2 separate regions of the Dromaius novaehollandiae genome follow, and region 2 is linked to region 1. Evidence: chromatin contacts called from public Hi-C data. All regions are on one chromosome and are shown on one strand. The core of a region is the stretch at or near the end of the contact, and the rest is flanking DNA. Distances in the headings are between cores, read along the strand shown.

Region 1 (5,070 bases), core at 1,401-3,900:
AGAGAGGTTTTTGGTTTGGTTTCTTTTTTTTTTTTAATTTGAATCATTTCAGTGGGCTGTTTTACAGTATGTTCACAGGAAGAATGGCATCATTTCAACTGAAAGGGCAAAAATGGTATAGGGGTTGGAATGAGTAGGCAGGGGGCAGTCTGCAGTATTCCCTGAAGAAAAAGGTTCCACTTTTGGCGTAGTGGAATTTACTATTCAAGCTGTGGTGTGTTTTTTTTTCCCTCCCTAAGATTTTCAGTATTTTTTTTCCTATTGCAAAGTTATATCCATTTTAGATAGAATCATCTGGTATCAATTCTGTCTTTGTAGCGCTTTAAAAAATATTGATGCTATTGCATCCATTGGCACATCAGGCTTAACTGACATGAAGAAACTAGCTAAGTGGGCAGCAGAAGCAAAACTTGATCCAAACGACCCAAACAATGCAGCTCTGATGCAGCTGATCACGGTAAGTGGTTTTTACAGAGCTGTAGGGCTAGAAGTGAAATGGCTATTAAGATACAGATATATTAATCCAGTAGTATTCCAATGATACAAAACTAATATAAGGGATTATTCAAATGGATTAATTTATAAAATAAAAAAATAGGATTTGAGTTTCATGTTTCCTTAGATGGCATGTGTTTGTGTACTTGTATGGTATTAAACAGGTAGTTGCTCATTAGTGGGAGTTGCATGAAGAGATTTAGTGTATTGTAGAAGTTAGGAACTTTCTAAATGTTGGCATGAGGAGCTGTTTATCCAGCTGAAGTTGTGTAAATGAATCACTTTTACAGGACACCTTCCTAGATTACTCTTTATAATTTTCGCACTCTTAAATATTTTATTTAAATTAATGGGAAGTAGAATTTTAGCATGTCCTTAAGCATATATTCTTATGCACTTTGCTCAAAAAACCCCTCATTTTAAATATATAAGTTTCAGTCTCAGTTCGATCCATCTCAACTGCTTTTGCTTAAAATGAACATTCTTGCAGTATGTGTTTAAGTCTTACAGAAGTGTACTGTATTATAGACTTTTCTTGCTCAGTATCAAAATGATAATAGTTACTCGTCTAACTTAGGTTGCCACTAGTGGAGAGGCACGTGTTCCTGATTTCTTCAGACTGGAACAGTTGCAGCAAGAATTTAATTTTGTTTCCGATGAGGAACTTAATAAATCAAAGAGATTTCGACTCTTGCAGCTCAGAAATGCAGAGGTGATGGAGTTCCGAAACTATAAGCAAGTCCCTTTGCACGAACGAGAAATCAGTGAGCAACTCTTTCAGGTATAACGTTATCTGAAATTATTTGAAGTGTTCTCTAGTAAAGTGTCTTACTTTTTTCTAGTTTTAATGTCAGTAATATCTGACTTGCAGTATAGCCATTTGGTCCCTTAAACAATATACAGCTGTGCTGACATGGAAAAATATGAGAATTTTATTCCTTCTGTCTTTTGTGCTGTTATCTTAGTCTAATTAGAATAGATTCCTTCCAAGTAAATGCTTATACAGCTGTACTGTGGAAGAAGAAAAATAAAATACAGCAACTGCTGTAGGCACAAATGTTCTAAGATTCATTTTTTTGAAGGCTCAGAAGAACTATTCTTGTTTTATTTTGTTTCTAATCTGAACTGAAGTAATTCAAACCCACCAATATTTCCTATGCACTGAAAAGTCAGATAAATAATTATATTCAAAATAATGAAACACTGTGTTTCCAGAAATGAATGTGCTTCCAGGACCCTTTATCTCAGGGGAAAGTTGATGTTCTCTGAAGTAACAACAGTCACAAAGTGACAGGAAGATTAGTTTCACTGCATACCTAGTGTCTGTGGTTCTAAAGCCAACTTTATTTGCAGACTGCCATGAAGCTACAGATCCTGGCAGTCTCCCTGGACTTCTAGGTTCCATATTTTGTCTGGAAACTGAAAGTCTTTTTTTCATCTGAAAATTTCGGTCAGCTTTAACCTTTCCTAAATTTATGAGACATTTTTCTTAAACATCTCAAAATTCTTTGAATAAAAGTTGCATCTGTCAGTACAGCTTTCATTGTAGTTCTGAGGTCTACCAGAAGAGTGACTACAACCCTGAAAACTACTCCTTCACCAAAATTTTCTGCATGGAGCAAGTGCTTCTCCTAAATATTTTTCTTGTGGGAGGAACCAGTATTCATCTCAGTCCATCAATTAGACTTCACAGACTCTGTTATCAAACCTCAGGCAAAGCAAAATCTCACATACTGGATGATTAAAGAGCTTTTATTTTCATACTTCATATAACCAAAGATTTTATCGTGCTATAAAATCTCTTTATTTCTTGAATATAACTTAAAAATAGCTCAACAAAATCTCCCACAGGCAGAGTTTCTTACAGTGTTTAGACTCTATGAAAACTAGTTATATATATTAAAACGCAGTTCACATTTCAGGCCATCTTATGTGAAGACTGCATCACTTCTGTATATAAAGGGCTCTACCTATCACAGCTGGAGTAAGATATACCATTTCCAGTTCAAATGGGATTTCAGTTTATGGCAGCAGGTCAAAGTTCAGCTTTAAAAAAAGAAGAGAGGAAAATTTTCAGTGTTATTTTTAGTAATTTAAGCCACATGGATCACGTAGCAGAATTCTTGTCTTCATTCATAGAAGCTGGGCAGTGCTACTGCTGTATACGTTAGCATTAAGAACAGCCTTCTAAACTTCTGACATCTGTTTTGGTTTACTCTGATCCATACGTTAATGAAATATTTACTATTTTTCTTGCATGTAATAAAGTACTGTATATATATATCAGATCACAAACTTTACTAAATTTCTTTAGGACTATGAGAAAAGACTACGTGAGAGGGATGTGATTGACAGCAAACATTACTTAGATGCACACAGAGCAATTGTTGCCAACTATCTACAGAAGGTAAGCTGCAAAAAATGTGGATCCATATTTATTTAAGCCATGCATTGCTGCAATGCTTGGATGCTTTGTTTCTGTGAATGTTAAGAACTGATTCATCTCTAAACATGGCCTACAGATGTCTTCAAAATTCCAAGTTAGTCCTAAAATAGGTCTAATTAAACAAGTAGAGGTTTGAGCATGACTGATGTAACAGTCTTGAAAAAGATGCAATACACAGAATGAGCAGACGTTCTGGATTGTCCTAGCTGTCCTGTAAGTTGTTTTTTGCTACAGCATCCTAGAGACTTTCTTCCTGTAAGGTACTGTTGTGTCCCAGGTATTCATTCATTTTCCCCCTTCTCCCCATTTTCCTTCTTGAAAGCTGTCATGCTAAGAACTTACGTTGTTTCCAGGAGAGTGGCCCTAACCACTGTTTCGAATCATTTAAGGCAATGCAGGGAGTATATCCTGTCCTGCAACCTATGGCAGAGGGCATATCTTTCATCACATTACCTTCATTGTTGGATTATAACATCATCTTCTTCCCCTTGGCGTAATTTTTTTTCCCTAAGCTGTTCATTCTGTTATAGTGACATTCTTTTTAGTCCTTATGGAAAAAAATTGAGGAAATATTGGTCATATATCCAGGAAAAGTTTGCAATTTCAGAGTTTTGGCAAAGTAGGAAGTGATAAAAACATGGCTGTGGATTTACCAGTCCTGGAAAACCTGAAAGGTGAAAGAAATTCTAGCCAGCTGGCAAAACTCTAAGATTAATATGAGGATAAGATTGATTTGATGTGAAATGGAACACATTGCCTATTAGAAATACTGGTTCATAAAAGAAACAAAGACAATGGAGAGTGATGAAATCCTCCAGTCAAGTCCAGGGAAATGCCAAAGCCCTTTTGATGTGGTAATATCAAAAGTTGTTTTTAACAGAGCTTTCAAGTCTGTGTCAGGCTCTTATGCTTGGCATGGTATTTAAGTGTGTGCTTAAAAATGCTGTTTGTGCAGTTTGCTGAATAATAGTACAGTATTACAGAGTAACACACATAATGGTACCTATATTTGTCAGTCTTTCAGATGAAATACAAGTAGTCTTTTAAAAATAACATATGGATATTTTACACTTTAATAAATTGTCAAATGTGCTTAAAAATTAGATTGCTCACATCAGATCTGAAATTCAGATCACTCTGAAACGTGATCTTTTTATGCCTATCATTTCACTCAAAGGAATGTTTCATATGTTAGTAAAGATTTTGAAAATTAAAGGAAAAGATGTATTACAGATAATTGTTATTGCTGTTACAACACTGGTCTTAGAACAGTATATAAAGGCATTATTAGACTTATTTGCGAGAAAAAATGTGTTTAAGGCATCACTCTTTCAGTCTGCATTAACATAGTTTTGGGGAGACGGGCGAAGAATTTCATCTGTGTGTTTCAATCTATCACTCCAGCATAGAAATTTAAGGAACTGAGAATTTAAAAAATACGTTTATTTGAAATCATAGTATTTGTGAAATATGCCTCACTGACTGTCCTGCTGTCCAAAGGGCTTTATTCCCCATAATTAATACCGTATAGATTTCTTCACAGACTTTTCTGTAACTTCATTTAGATGCCCAAAAAAGATGTTTTTCAGTGTCATTTCAGTGTCATTTTTCATCATCATTGTGATGATGAGCTCTTTTTTGCTACAATCAGCTAAAGCTTCGTTTTCTGATTGTATGATTTTTATATATTCTTACATCAGGGTATCTTGTATGTCTCTAGAGAAATGATTGTACTCGTAGAATGAGTGTATATTATGTTCTGAAGAAATATCTGTCAGAAAGGAAGTTTTCCTTGACCATGAGTCTTTTAAAAGTGAGAGAAGAGAATTAATGTATAGTTGCGGGGGGGTTTTCATTTTCGATAGACAGAATGCAAGCATTTACAGTGATTTTTGGATTAAAAGTGTAATTTTTATCTCTCTCCCCCACCATCCACAGATTCGAGAATCAGTAATAAACCGTTTCCTAGTAGCAAAACACCATTTCCTTCTCTCTGACCTCGTCAGTGAAGAAGAGATTCCCAGCCTGGGGTAAGGGAGCTATCTGTATAGGTTCTAAATCAAAGTAACTAATTTAAAACCATCTCTGATGCTTTTTTGCAAAGTATGGTGAGGTAACTGACTTTTTAA
Region 2 (5,070 bases), core at 846-3,345, 100 kb before region 1:
TGTAAAAATACACCTTTTTTCCACCGCGCCCAAAATGGAACCTCTATTTTCTTTTGAACTCTTAAACTTTCATGACTTGCAGAGCTCTGTTCAGTTTCTCCCCAGTTTTTCTCCTGCCTCCCACCCTCAATCTGGAAAGCTCAGCAGGTGAAAGGAATGGGTTCAACTCATTATTTTTAAGACTCTCTTTTAAGTAGTACCTAGCTTCCCTCTGCTTCTGACAAAGCTTCAACTGCATCTTCCACCCTAAGGCATCTTCTGTATAACATAAGAGCTGAACTACTGGCTCATGCTTTAACTTTATGTTGTGGACCACAGAAGAGTATTTAGATAGACTTAGAGGGCACAAAATGTTAACAGAAGAAGACCATTAGAAATACTTGATTTTTATCATTGCTGCTATAAGATTACAGGGATTAATATGAATCTTTACTACTTCACCAATGGCTGTTTAGTCCTTAGTCATATTCCTGTGAAGCAGGTAGATAAATGGAATCGAGGAAGACTATAAGATCTGAGGACAACTAGAGAAAAATCCATTGCAGAGCCCAGGTTTGGAATTCCCAACAGTTTAATGCACAGACCATTAGAAAACATGCTCTTTCCCACATGACGGAAGACATCCTCTGCTCCTCGGAGAAAGACCCATCAGGAAGAGGAAGCAGCATCTCACATTTCCCCAAACAGGAGCAGAAGGAGGCCAACTGAGAGAGTGAGGGTAGCACTCAGGATGATCTTTAACGATTCTGCGTATTTCACATAACCATGCTAGCTATACTATAAACCAAATACAAGTTTTCAGTGCTGCCAGGAATGTATTAATCCTTATGCCTGATCACAAAGTGAAGATTAAGATACAAAAATCATTTGTTTCTGGTAGTATGTTGAAGTGACAGGATAGGATGATATTTGCACTTCTCACTGTTGCCCATCTGTGACCAAGTCTACCAGCAGATTCACAGAGCAGAACAAAAATACTCTGATAGCTATACTTTGGGGAAATCTGACACTTGCGATATCATTAGTATGCTGAAGCTTTCGTAATATCATATGATTTTGTACAAGAGTATTCTATTTCCTGATTACCATCATTTAATACTGAAATGAAACTCCATTAGAAAAAAAGTTTAGTTTTCTTTAAACGTTTTTTCTCATCATTGGCAGCAGTATTTTATCTATTTTGAGTGAATGCATAGGACCCTATTTGCTAAGTCTCCATTAAGAGTATGAAATACTTAATATTTCAGTGTCATGCAAATTAGAACATTTAAATGAAACAAATCTTTCATAGTCACTTCACCAATGGTATTTCAACATTGACTGGTTTGGTTCTAAAGATCCATTTCCTCTTTCAGGAGCATTAAACACCTTTGAAAATTTCAGTCTAATGTATCCCATTTTAACTTATGTTAATTTTGCAAGAAAATATGGCTGACAAAGCCAAAGTCACTTCATAACGATAAACCTTATATCACTTCAGCATCATCAGGTCTGTTGGATGTGCTTCCAAAAGTGCTTAGTGCCTTGGGGCCCAGTTTGAGACATGCTTTTCTGGACCCTCACTTTCAGAAAGTGTTCAGCACATACTTTTGCAAAAGTTTGTTATGGTACTAACATGGAAGGTTGGTGCTCAGGCACTGAAATTCCCCAGATCAGAGTAATGCTTTAAAATTTAAGCCTGGACAACTATGGCTTTTTGTTTGCTTGTTTTTAGCTACTTTTTAGAAAGAACTCATATTTTTAAAAGGGGATCTTTTACTGTCAATTCATAAATGTACACCAGGTGTTTCAACCATAACTGCTTGAAACAAATTCCTTGTGATGGCAAGAAATTACTCTCCTTCCACACGAGCGCAGGCAACCCCTTCTGCAAGAACAAAATTTCACATGTGCCCCTATCTGCATTTGAGCAATGCAGCATACAGCCATCCCCACTAAGCAGACGCCTTTGAAAATCATGCTTCTGTTATCTGTACCTTGAGAGTATCTCAGACGATAAGATCACTCGCACAAGTTGCTTTTGAAACTCCCCAAAATCACATGAGGGAGAAGTTCAGAGTTGTGATCAGCCCTTTGGCTGATCTGAGGATGTGGCTCTTTTGGAGCGCTTAGTGCGCTCGAGGCTGTTCCCTCTTCCTTCACTTCGAGGCAGATCCTGCTCCTCCCAAGTCCCACGCTGAGGGGACTACATGCCAGAAAGAGCATGATTTTTTCCTCTTCTCTGTGTCTTCACACAGAAGGAGAACTTAGCCTATAATGCTTTCCAAACATGATATAATGTTGCCTTGGGGAGGCTATGCCCCGGGTCCTGTTAGGACTCCGTGTCATAGGGCTTCAGTCTGGAGCAAACACTTGCTCATTGCTCCGCACTATATGCTGTGCTCTTTCCAGCGGGAGTTTTACAGCAAGCTCACAGTTGCTTTAAATTAGTGAAGCTGGCAAGTGTCCGAGGAAAGGAGTGGGAGCTTATTTAGCTGAGACAGACAGTTACAAAACTTAATACAAGCGCATCAAGCTTCAAATAAGTTTTCATGAAGTACGTTATTTGTCATCATAGCATTTAAACTTGTTTCAAAGGATTTTGACTCACCAACAATTACCTGTTGGCTTGAATTTACAACACTTACGGGACGACTCAAAAGAATAGTATTGCTTTTCCTGAAAAAATTGGTGACATCTACTTGAATGTAAGGTAAGTTGCAACCGATTCTATTTTCCTGTTCTCACTTCTCTGAAATGTATTTAAAGAAGGGGAAAAAATAGAGACACCTTTCAGAAAAATGTTCATTTTTGCTGGGATACATATGATTCCATTAGAAATCTATGTAGTAGTGCTTCAGTGAAATCTGTATATATATATCCTGTCTTGTAAAAGAAGAGTAATAAACCTTGACATTTCTGCACATAACCTCTGTATCAGAAAGAGATATTTTAAAACCAGATACCAGAGAGATTTTTTAAAAAAATCAAGAACACAATTTTATGGTCAAAACTTATTTTTAAATGTCTTTTTGACAGGATTTATGATAATTTAATTGTTTAAAATCTTTTGAAATATTTCTCCATATTTAGCTTTCATCTTACATTCTGTCAATCCAAAATAGAGATTGTAAGTCTTTTTCCCTCATGAATGATTCCAACATCGTTCCAAATATTCACTTTAACCTTTGTTGCTGTGGTTTCATAGAAACTTGTTTTGCAAAAAAAATCTGTAAATTCCAAACAAATCATTTTGCTTCAGGGTTGTGCTCTTGCAAGGTTGAGCTCCTGAATTGAACTTATTAAACTCTCACAGAAATATCAGTTTGATATTTCATTGGGATGTTTCTTATGTTTTTTACCAAGGTGATTTAACTTTCTGTGCTTCCTTTGCTGCTAACAGTATGCTTTGTGTCTGTGTGCTGTACAAACTGGAGAGAGAATGTATGCTGTTAAATATAAATGAAGTGCTGAGTGTCAGTGATTAAGCACAACTGCAGTCTGGGTAGGTGAGAGTGTAAATGGATAAGCAATTCCTTGAGCCCTTTTTTTCCCCTGCGTCTCTGGTTACTATTATTCAGATGACTCTGAGGCAAGGCTTGCTTGCATGCCTGCTGCCCAAAGCGTGATACTCAGATGGTGGCTAGTTTCTGTAACCCACTCACTTTCAAGGAAATGCTGAAGCTTTTCAGGTTGAAGTTTTAGGATAATATGGGTGTGAGTGCAGCATTATCCACAGTCCTTGGAGCTGCACAAGCTATGGAAATTTGCCAAGAGTGGCTCTACAGATGGCTGGAGAAACAGCAACCTGCTTCAGAAACCACAAAGCCACCATGTCACATTGCACAGTGCATTAAAGAGGCGGAAACTCCCTTCTTCCTGCAGTGCCCTACTCCCAGTTTGCCTGACTTGGGACTATTTAATCTGGGCTACTGAGTGGATTTCCCTTTAAACCAGACCCTGCTGGGAGTGACCTTTCAGAGTAGGTGGAAAATTTGGGCTGCGCTGCTGCTGGTCCCCCTGAATTCATGCAGAGGCAGCCCCACCGCTGAGGCTGTCCCGCTCACGGACGTGCTCCACCTGAGAAATCCATCAGAGTGCAGAGAGGGAAACAGAGCGGGGAGGGAAGGGGCAGGGTGTGGAAAAGCAGACTTTTCTCCCCAGAGTGGACTGGGAGTAGATGAGTCTGTATGCCCGGCCCAGCCTACAGGAACGAGGGGAATCCGGAAAGCCTTGTTTCCTTTGAAGCTGCCTGTGTGTTAAGTTTTGTGCACATGGGGGACTCCCACCTTTACCATCCTCACTGAGCTCCCAAACGATAGGGCAAAAGGTATCTCAATCAAGTGTTACGTAGGCAAGGACTGCATGGCTTGGGGGTTGGGAGGTTTTTTCCACTTGCTTAGTTATTATTTATTCCTTGTCCTTATGCCACAATATCCCATGGGCTTGCTGAATACATGAGAGTGATGGTGATGAAAGCTGGTTCGTATCCATGTTGCTTAGTGACACAAGAGACAGGACAGTTTCTGAAACTGAGGATCTCCGCTGCCCACAAAGTTCACGGGAATCGCAGGGACTGTTTCTCATTTGGCAGCAATAATAGGAAATAATGCAAACAAAGAACACTGTTCATGTTATTTCATCTTATCTGTCATCTGCACACATCACTGTTCCATAGATCTGTGGTTCAGTCACAGCTGCAAGAAGAAAAGGTAGGTGGAAATCCGTATATGAGCAGTGTCCCGAGAACTGGATTTGTATCTGCAGGAAAGTATCTTCTACCGCATTCACTGTGATACAGCTGACTTACATCCTGCATTCTCTGTAACGTCTCCATTCATAAGTCTGTCCCCTGCACTGGGAAGCCTAGTTGCTGTTGTGCTTAAACAGATGTTACAGCAGCAGCAGCATTAGACATACTGGCACTGCATGATCAAATAACATCCACGTTCCTGAAGAGAGACATTGCAAATGATAAAATGCCAATTTAGGGAGGCCAGGAAAACTTAACCACGGGGCTGTGTGAAAATCCTAAAGTTATAATCCCTTGTACAATTAAGGGGCATTAAAAAAATTAGCTTTTCTGATTCC

The links. Hi-C and Micro-C count contacts between places; a contact is called where the count stands out from the background.
Region 2: a Hi-C map of liver shows a contact between it and region 1, with 3 times the contacts expected there. The contact joins the promoter of C1QTNF7 here to the enhancer-like site in region 1. A contact is called at or near these places in 3 of 4 Hi-C or Micro-C datasets (brain, liver and ovary).

What each region holds. Positions count from the first base shown.
Region 1 is chr4:71,705,916-71,710,985 of bDroNov1.hap1, reverse strand. CC2D2A (coiled-coil and C2 domain containing 2A) reads left to right here. Exons shown (of 37, transcript XM_026121945.2): 20 at 319-457; 21 at 1,073-1,276; 22 at 2,810-2,902; 23 at 4,880-4,971. Among named protein-coding and RNA genes, the nearest start is that of CC2D2A, 41 kb to the left of the region's middle. Within about 2 kb of position 2,650, at least 2 of the 2 cell types and tissues checked have open chromatin away from gene starts, as enhancers often do.
Region 2 is chr4:71,809,695-71,814,764 of bDroNov1.hap1, reverse strand. It overlaps C1QTNF7 (C1q and TNF related 7), which reads left to right and starts at 2,095. Exons shown (of 4, transcript XM_026121904.2): 1 at 2,095-2,692.